Regions from separate parts of the Sus scrofa genome. Here regions 1 and 3 are each linked to region 2. Evidence: chromatin contacts called from public HiChIP or PLAC-seq and promoter capture Hi-C data. All regions are on one chromosome and are shown on one strand. Each heading gives the region's core, a stretch centred on a gene start, on an enhancer-like site or on the middle of the called end of the contact. The rest is flanking DNA. Distances are from core to core; before and after follow the strand shown.

Region 1 (2,769 bases), core at 57-2,556, 270 kb after region 2:
GATTTTGCCCTCAGATACGCACACCTGTCTATGACCCTCCCTCAACCAATGATAACTTATCGTCATCACCTTGAAACCTTCTGCATTTTTCAACAGTATGTACCCGTTTAAAAGAGTTTAATATTACTACTTCTCGTAAGTAGCAGAAAAGCTATAAATTAGGGAAAATTCCCTTACGTAGACAAATGCCAAACCAGCCGCTGAAATTCTAACTTTGAGATATAGAATCACAGTTCTAATCGGTCAAATACAATGGTCGCCAGTTATTCCAAGAGTAAATAAATTGTAGCCACCAAGGGGAACAGCCACAGGAAAACGTTAAGTCCTCACTTATCTTTTTCCTTTAAAAGGAGACACCTGAAAGCCACAGTGGGCAGTGTATCACGTATGGCAGCCTAACAGGAGAGACTATACAGAGCGTGCAGGTCTCCAACGCAGGAAGCCAAAGTTCCTGCGCGACGAGAGGATTACGGCGAAAAGCAGTAGCCCATGAGCCCACAGGAAAAGAGAAAGAAGTCCACCAGGAAAGGCTGGAACTCAGGGAGGTGGGGCTGCGAGGCAACCGGCCCCGCTCGGTCTCCCTGGGCGGCTAACACAAGCCGCGGGCAGCGGAAAGGCGAGAGCGCCGGGTGGGCTCGCGGCGCAGGTGGGCTGCGGATGCCAGACCGGCTTCGGCCCAGCACCGGGAAGTCTCCAGAGCCTCGCCCATTCAGCCAGGAAACCACCCAGCCCACAGACGGGCGGAGGAGCCGCCTGGACAGAGCCACGTCGGAGGAAGGGAGCGCGGCGGGAAGTGGGCACCTCGCTCACACCCACCCGGAGGCTGACAGCCGCGAGCGCGAGACGGCCAGGGCGCGAGCAGGGCCGCGGCGCGCCTGAGGGGGTCGCCCTGAGGGCGCAGCCGGCAGCCAACGACTCCCCCTCGCCCGGGTTGGCGGCGGCAGGGTACTCACGTAGGGCTGGTAGAACTTGGAGAGCCGCGGCTTCCCGTGGTTATTAAAGATGAGGATCGCCTTGATCATGGCTGAGCCGGGCCCACCGGGTGGGAGCTGGGGGCCAGGGCGGGGGCGGGCGCGCGAGGCTCGCCTCGGATCTCTCTGGCGATCCTTCCCCACCCGCCCCCTCCCGCACGCGCGCGCGCGCGCGCGCCTCCAGGCTGCGGGGCGGGGCTTGGGTGGGGCGGGGCCTGGGCGGGGCCAGCGCGGAGGGAAGCGGAAACAGCTTCAGGCCGGAGCGCCTAGCAAAGCGGCGCTTGCGCATTCGGCAGCTCGTGGGGCCGTTGCTCACCGAACATTTCCGGAGATTTGTTGTCTTGGGGGAAGCAGTTGCGTTATCAACGGTCAGAAGACTGCAGCAGGTTGGACATAGGGGACCAGGCTGCAATACTGACTTTCGTAGTAGGTTGGATACCCGCCTACTCCGGCGCCTTCCTAGCGACTCTCACCAGCTCAAAGCCCGCCCACGACGCGCGCGGAGCGACCACTTCCGCCCTCACCTCTCTCGGTGCAAGATGGCAGAGGAGCCGGAGTCTGCGCTGCAGCTCCCGCCCGCAACTGCTGCTGAGGGCGATGGACCTACGGAGGTCTCCCCAGAAACTGCCACTCCGGAACCCCCTTCTTCCGCTTCAGTTTCCCCCGGAACAGAAGAACCTGCCGGTGACACCAAGAAAAAAAGTAATTTTCGAGAAGTTTCACTTTGGGCAGAGAAGCTTAAGCCTTCCTTACAGTTCAAGTAGGGATGGCAGCTAATGAAAATTAGAGGAGGGCGGGTTCCAGACCAGGGCCGGCTCAAGACGAGGTTTTTGAGCAGGAGAGAGGAAGTATACTTTTCGGCTTTTAAGACGTTTGCCTTGAGTGCCTTTCAGGAAGCTATCTCTGGACGCACATGAGTGCCACAGCATTTAGTATGCTGTGCTCGCATCTTCCTTTGAATCGGGCAGACCGTGAGCTATCGGAAGGTGGGCGCTCATTGGGACCTCAGTAGTTCCAGATGCTTAATGAGGAACCTAATAATTTGAGTAATGATTTTAGGTGATAGGGATGGTCAGTGGTAAATCAATTAAAATCCACACCTTCCGATTAGGTTGCTGTGTTTTAATCAGTTAGTGTGAATTGGACCAAAAACGGGAGATTTACCCAGTATGAAGAATGCTAAGAGAGAATTAAAGGCATAGGCATCACTCTTTTAAATAAACAGAACAAAGCAAAACACCTTTTTGGAACGCTTGTAAATGAATCATTTCATTGCTTGAACTAGCTGTCTTCAGCCTTTATTTCTTGAGAATTAGTTCACCATTGTAAAATACAGAAATTCCTAAATGGGACACTCTGTAGAGTTGCTGAGAAAAGCAGGAAATCAACATCCCCTGTTGAAAGAGGTTGACCCTGGCCATGAGACAGGCTTTCTCAGACCAGAGTCTTATTAAAGTGTAGGTATCCTACGTTGTGCTTAGTGATCCCATGCCCTTTCATCCAACCTCACTTTCTGCTGCTAGGGAGGATAATTGTCTCTCCTAGCACGGTCCCCTTTTTAAATCACACTGCCTCTACATTTGGTGGAAATCTGTTCAGTTATTTCCACATGATGCACCAGTAGAGAAATAGAAACCTATGATTAGTTATGTGGCTAACTGCTAGAATCTTTCTTTAAATGAATCCCCTTAATTTTATAGATTGTGGTTACCCCTTTTTCCTATCAGTTTACTATAAGCAGGAACAGACTTTCAAAGGGTTTGTCTTAGTATCTAGCAGTCTTAGTCAACAGCTTACT
Region 2 (2,700 bases), core at 140-2,639:
CAACAATTCTGCCAAAAGGTAAATCTGAAACTTAAAAAAAATTTTAATAAAAAATTACAAAAAGCCCCACAGATACTGGCCAGCAAAAAAGGCAGGACATTTCCAAAAGATGCCCCTGCCCCAAAGTACTTCTGTTCAAAAGCTGCATTTGGCAAATCTTCCCCTTCTTCTGAGCAAAAGGCAAACTACTAAGGGAAGCTTGCACTCTGTGGGGAATTGTACTTTAATACCTACTTACTCAAAATGGAACTCTGCTAAGAGTGGGAAAAGGGAAATGGCAATTACACCAAAAATAGAAAGAAGACTGGTGTGTGGCAGATAATGGAATAAAAAATAAATACCACATACAATATCAGGTGGGGTCACTAAGTACACAGTTTTAAAACCCTGCTTCAACTGTAATAATCAACTTTAAATCATGTGCTAAGAACAATTATACTGCAACATACTGGATACAGTTTACTGACGCAGTGTGTTACCCAAGACATTAGTGTGAGGAGAGCAACTGGCTGTCTGAACTCAAGGAATCAAAGAAGGAAAAACTTTAAGATGACAACTCTCTTCTTGGAAAAGATTCCTGTTCAATCTAGGCACAAAGTAGTTACTTCCCAATTTCAATTATTTGCCTACATATTTCCGCACTTTTCTGCAGCCGCACACCACCTGCACTATTATTTTTCATTAAATGAAGTTATTTTTACTTAAAAAAAATTTTATTTTAATTTGTATCACCACCACAGACAGCCGACCTTACTAATCATGAGTAGAAAAGAACTAAATAAAGCAATTAACAAAAAAAGAAATAAAAGCAAAAGCATAAACATTATCAAATTCTGCCTAGATACTGTCACCACCCAAAAAGTCCCGGCCTGAGGCCTACTCTATCTTGATTGAAAAGGGATATTAACACGTGTTAGGTATTATAGAGCATCCAGAACCAATGGGAATCTTTCTCATCATCATAAGGTCTGAAAGAGAAGTGAAGGAGGAAATGGAATCCCTTTCCACGGGATTTCAGTATTACTCCAAGGATGGCCTGGGTGTTGGTGATACCAGCCTCTGGGAAGAGTGACAAGGGCCACACACTGCCGTCCTGACCTCAACTGCCAGGTGCACTGGAAACCCACGCAAGGACCCACCGTGCAGGTGGAGACGCCCACAGTCCCATGCACTCCTGCGGGGCCCGAGCTGGGATTTCGGCAGCCCCGCCCCGCCCCTCCACGCGGGCCCCGCCCCCGCGCCCCGGCGACAGACGCAGGTGACATCCTGGCGCCCGCCCAACCCGCGCCACCCGGGGCGGCTGCCACCGGTGCCCACCCGCCCTGGGACTACCTGGGACTCTCTCGCAGGATCAGCGCCGCAGACGCCGCCATCCTTGAAGCTCCCTCGCCCCGTCGCCGCCGGGTCAGCTGCCAGAGCCCAACCAATGGCGGAGGCGGCGGACGGCAAGCAGGAAGGCCCAAGCCGCGCAGCGGCCGCGCCGCTCTAGTCCGGCGGTCCCAGTGGGGTTAAGGGGCGTCCCCGTCGTCTTCCCCGCCACTCTCTCCATTCAGAGTTAAGTCTGTGCACATATTAATTTATTTATAGACGCACAGTTACCTGTTATATATGTGTACACATACCTGGATATTGAATTTTTTTTTTTGTATTATGTAGGTAGTGTGTATCAACGGATACACATAATTTTGTTTTCGGTTTCCGCTTTTTTTTTTTTTTTTTCAAGAAAATGTTTAAGCACTGCCCGCATTGCCCGGCCTGCGCTGCGTGTCGTCCGGAGGAGCAACGCTCTGGGGGATGGCCAGTTCCAGCCTGGACTCTGTGCCACCAGCCCTTCCTGTATCTTCATCTCTGGAGTTCTGCAGTGCCCCCTTGCGCTCTGTACCGTTATTGGTTCGGTAGTGTTCTCTGAGCGCCTACTGTGTGCCCAGTACTGTGCTGGACCTTTGGGATGCAAAAGACCAAAATTCCTGCCCTCCAGGTTTGCTAGCGATTCAAATGGACAAGTATGCGTTGCACCCCTTTTTGGGGTCTGCTATTCAGCTAGCTACCGCATAGCACAGGAGAAGATTTGATGCAGAGACTATAATTAAGCATCTCACAGGAGAGGAGAGAGACAACATAGGTTCACGAATACCAGGGTCTCTGATAGAGGAAAAGTTGTAGTGCATTTAGGGGACTCAGACCTGGGAACAGTGATAGGGCTTCCGAGGTAGATCAGGAAAGCTCTCTCTGGTAGGTGACATGAAGAAGCCTTGAATGGGTACAAGTCTGTGTTATGTACACTTAATCTAGTGAGAAATGGGGAGCCATTACGTATTTTCGAGCAAAGAAATTTTTTTTTTCTTTTTAGAGCCACACTTGCTGCATATGGAAGTTCCCAGGCTAGGGGTCAAATGGCTGCAGCTGCTGGCCCACACCACAGCCACAACAACGCTGGATCCAAGCTGCTTCTGTAACCTACTGTGACACCAGATCCTTAACCCACTGAGTGAGGCCAGGGATCAAACCTGCATTCTCATGGATACTAGTCAGGTTCTCAACCTGATGTGCCACAGTGGGAACTCTAAAGCAAAGAATTTTTGTGATGAGAGCTGTTTGTTTATTGACGATTACTGTCACGGAATGATTACTGGATGGGAAAGAGGTAAGCAGGAAAATCAGATAGGAAACTATTGCAATGATCCTTGGAAAGCAATAAAA
Region 3 (2,873 bases), core at 340-2,839, 450 kb before region 2:
TCTCGTTTCTTGGCTCAGCGTTACTGCAAATTAAACATGCAAGTATTAATAATGAAAATAACTTCCCTTTAAAAACATATCCTGAAACTCGATGTGGGGCACTTCCAATACATCCATAAAGCAAACAAGACAGCTTAATTGTTTGTTTCTCCAAGGGAAGAAGCTAAACCCGGAATTAATTTGGTTCAGCCTGTGAAACAATTCGTTTGCTCTGCCTAATTCTGCCAATTAAAAGAACTTTTCCCAGACCCAGTCAGCATGTAAATCAGAGGCAGAGAGCAAAGAAGGGGCCTCGGCGACCCGGTCTGAATGGAGACGCTGTACAGAGAATCCCTGGGACCTCTTGGGCCCGATCTGCAGACTGCGGGACCGCGCAGGGGGCGCATGGATCAGCTTGAGGTTTTACGTCGAAATCTGGTCGTTACATAGCGCAGCCGAGCATCCAGCGGTCGCGGCCGGCGAGGGCCTCTGCCTGGGTGCCGACTGGATTCGAAAGGCACGTCCACGACCCAGTTCCCCACCAGTGCGCGGGAGCGCGCTACCAAGTCCGCCGCCCCCACGCCCCAGCCCTCTCCCGGAGCGGGCTCCGCCCCCCATGGCCGCAGCCCTCGGCTCCCAACCCCCAGTCACTACGGATCCGCCGCGGTTTTTGCCTGGGAAAGGTGAGGATAGCGGCCCCTGCCGGCAGCTTCGGCAAAAGCCTTTTTCCACTCAACCATTCTCCCCACCTTTTCTAAATGGTTTGTGGAAATATATTTTTTAATTTATTTAATAACTTACTTATTATAAATCTTTACATATGTATATTTTTATTATTTGTGAGCCCCCACGAGCAGATGTAACTTTGTTTCCTTGTATGAACTGCAAAAAAGGGGGACTTGGTTCCTAGCCCCAATTAGGGAATAGGTACAGTATCTAATGCGTTTATTAGGCCTAAAGGCGAGGGGGGACCCTGATCTCCCTCCCAATGCTTTTCTCGGCCAAGCCCAAAACTAGTAAATATTGACTGGAGAACTGCTTGGTCGCTCCGAGTTACTTTCTTTAAAGGCTGTGGCTTACAGCCCTCACCACGCGAGAAGCCCACTTGGGGAACAACACGCTACCATGCGCGCAGCGGCCGGGGGAGGGGGACATCGTGTGGCCTGGCCAATTGGCCCAAGCCTGTAACTGCAAAGCTTTTTGGCGAGTGAACTTTTAAGAGACAGAAAAAGGCTGTGCCTGCCATTCTTCTGGTGGTGTTAACAAAAGCGCCTTGGAAGAAGTTGCGATTTACTTATTCCATGAAGCTGTTGGATTCTCGCTGGAATTGTGTTTTATTTCTGAAGTTTACATAATTGTTTCTAAGAATAGTTTACATATTTCCTACGTTTAAAAACATCATCGTTGTTAACAGCATTCTTTGCACTACAATTTGTTTGCTTAACATGCTTTATTAACGTGTTGTGTTATAGGTATGTTAACTAATAGTTGTGTTCATATTTTCGAGGTGTTTTTTTAAGCGCACCGGCTTCTATCCAGTTCATCTGGGTGCGTGGAGCTTCCATCACTTCTGGAATCCACCTTTGATACTGTAATCAGAATTAGAAACACTTGCCATTCACTTACCCTCATCCTTTAAAACTTTTCCATTTAAGAAAATCGATGAACAAATCCCTTCTTGTAACTCGCTCCTGCAATACGTCTATTTTTATTTATTTTTCTGATTTGGCCGTGCTCAGCAATGCTGTCCGGGATTTTTTTTTCCTCGCTAGAGCAAATGCCAGGGGTGGGGGAGGCGAGGGCTGGGATCCTGCCGGCATTGCCCCCGCAGGGACCTCCGCCTAGCGCGTGGTGGGGCCCGGAATAGTGGTGGAAGGAAGCTGCACTGGCCAGTCGGTCCAAGGCTCCACCTACGGTCACATGGCGTAGATTCTCTCCCCCTCCACCTCGATCACTCGCGTTCACTCCTAGAGACCACTGCTCTCCTTTGGGTCGGAGAAGACGCCAGCCAAAGGAGGCGGGGTTGCAGGAGGAGAGTCCGCCTTGCGCAATCCAGTCCGGGACTTGGCTCCGCCCTGGAGCGGAGGCCTCTCCGGTGACAGAGGAGTAGTGAGCCGCACGGGGTGAGGCTGCAGCCAACTCCGCTCCCCGCGCACTCGGCTGTCCAGGCGCTCGGGACGCAGCAGCGGCGCTTCTCCGCGGGGCCGACCGCCCGCGATGCCCGCTTAGGAGTGGCGGCAGCGGCCAGCGTCGCCACACCCGCGGGGTAGCGCTCCCGGTCGGCGAGCGGGGCTAGAGCATATACCCTTGCCCCAGCCCCCACCCCGCCCCCCACCCTGAAATGACTTGTTAATCGGCGCAGACACTACCGAAGGGACTCGCTGGAGTGGAATCCAAGTGGAATTTGGATTTGAAGAAGAGTTTCTTGAACATTTACTCCTTTCTTGTTGGTTTTTTTTTTCTTTCTTTTTTCCTTTTCCCTTCTCCGCTTGTCATTGGAGATGAACCCAGAGCATTTGCATCCCAGAAAGTAGTCGCCGCGACTGTTACCCCAAAGAGACAAGCACATATGTAGGAATGACAAAGGCTTGCGGAGGAGAGAGCGCAGCTCGCGGCCCAGAGAGAACCCCTTGATAATGGATTACTAAATGGGATACACGCTGTGCCAGCCCGCTCCGAGCCCCGGCCGCCTGCCCGTCGATGCACCGAAAAGGTACGGCTGGGGCGTCCCGGCGCGCCCCACCTCCCGGGCAGCTCCGCTCCCTCCTGCGGGTCCCAGGGCCGCGGTAGGCAAAGCGCTCTCGGCTTTGTGGTGCCTGCGTTTTATTTTGTCTTGTGTCTGTCTCTCGAGCGTTGCTCGGCCCTGGGGGAGCAGCTGTGAGCCCTGCCCGACG

What was found. Promoter capture Hi-C pulls out the DNA fragments that hold promoters and counts their contacts. HiChIP or PLAC-seq counts read pairs in DNA pulled down with a chosen protein or histone mark.
Region 1: a promoter capture Hi-C map of liver shows a contact between it and region 2, with 4 times the contacts expected there. The contact joins the promoter of ATG12 here to the promoter of COMMD10 in region 2. A contact is called at or near these places in 1 of 5 promoter capture datasets (liver), 4 of 47 Hi-C or Micro-C datasets (alveolar macrophages, embryonic fibroblasts, liver and 1 more) and 1 of 2 datasets of contacts at active chromatin or transcription factors (alveolar macrophages).
Region 3: a contact with region 2 is called in an H3K27ac HiChIP or PLAC-seq map of skeletal muscle, with 8 times the contacts expected there. The contact joins the promoter of SEMA6A here to the promoter of COMMD10 in region 2. A contact is called at or near these places in 2 of 5 promoter capture datasets (fetal liver and fetal skeletal muscle), 1 of 47 Hi-C or Micro-C datasets (skeletal muscle) and 2 of 2 datasets of contacts at active chromatin or transcription factors (alveolar macrophages and skeletal muscle).

Annotation. Positions count from the first base shown.
Region 1 is chr2:119,964,239-119,967,007 of Sscrofa11.1, reverse strand. It overlaps ATG12 (autophagy related 12), which reads left to right and starts at 1,306. Exons shown (of 4, transcript NM_001190282.1): 1 at 1,306-1,673. The coding sequence starts at 1,511. AP3S1 (AP-3 complex subunit sigma-1) reads right to left here and starts at 1,469. Exons shown (of 6, transcript XM_021084654.1): 1 at 954-1,469. The coding sequence starts at 1,022.
Region 2 is chr2:120,237,312-120,240,011 of Sscrofa11.1, reverse strand. COMMD10 (COMM domain containing 10) reads right to left here and starts at 1,389. Exons shown (of 7, transcript NM_001267840.1): 1 at 1,333-1,389. The coding sequence starts at 1,373.
Region 3 is chr2:120,686,313-120,689,185 of Sscrofa11.1, reverse strand. SEMA6A (semaphorin-6A) reads left to right here and starts at 1,589. Exons shown (of 18, transcript XM_005661593.3): 1 at 1,589-2,692.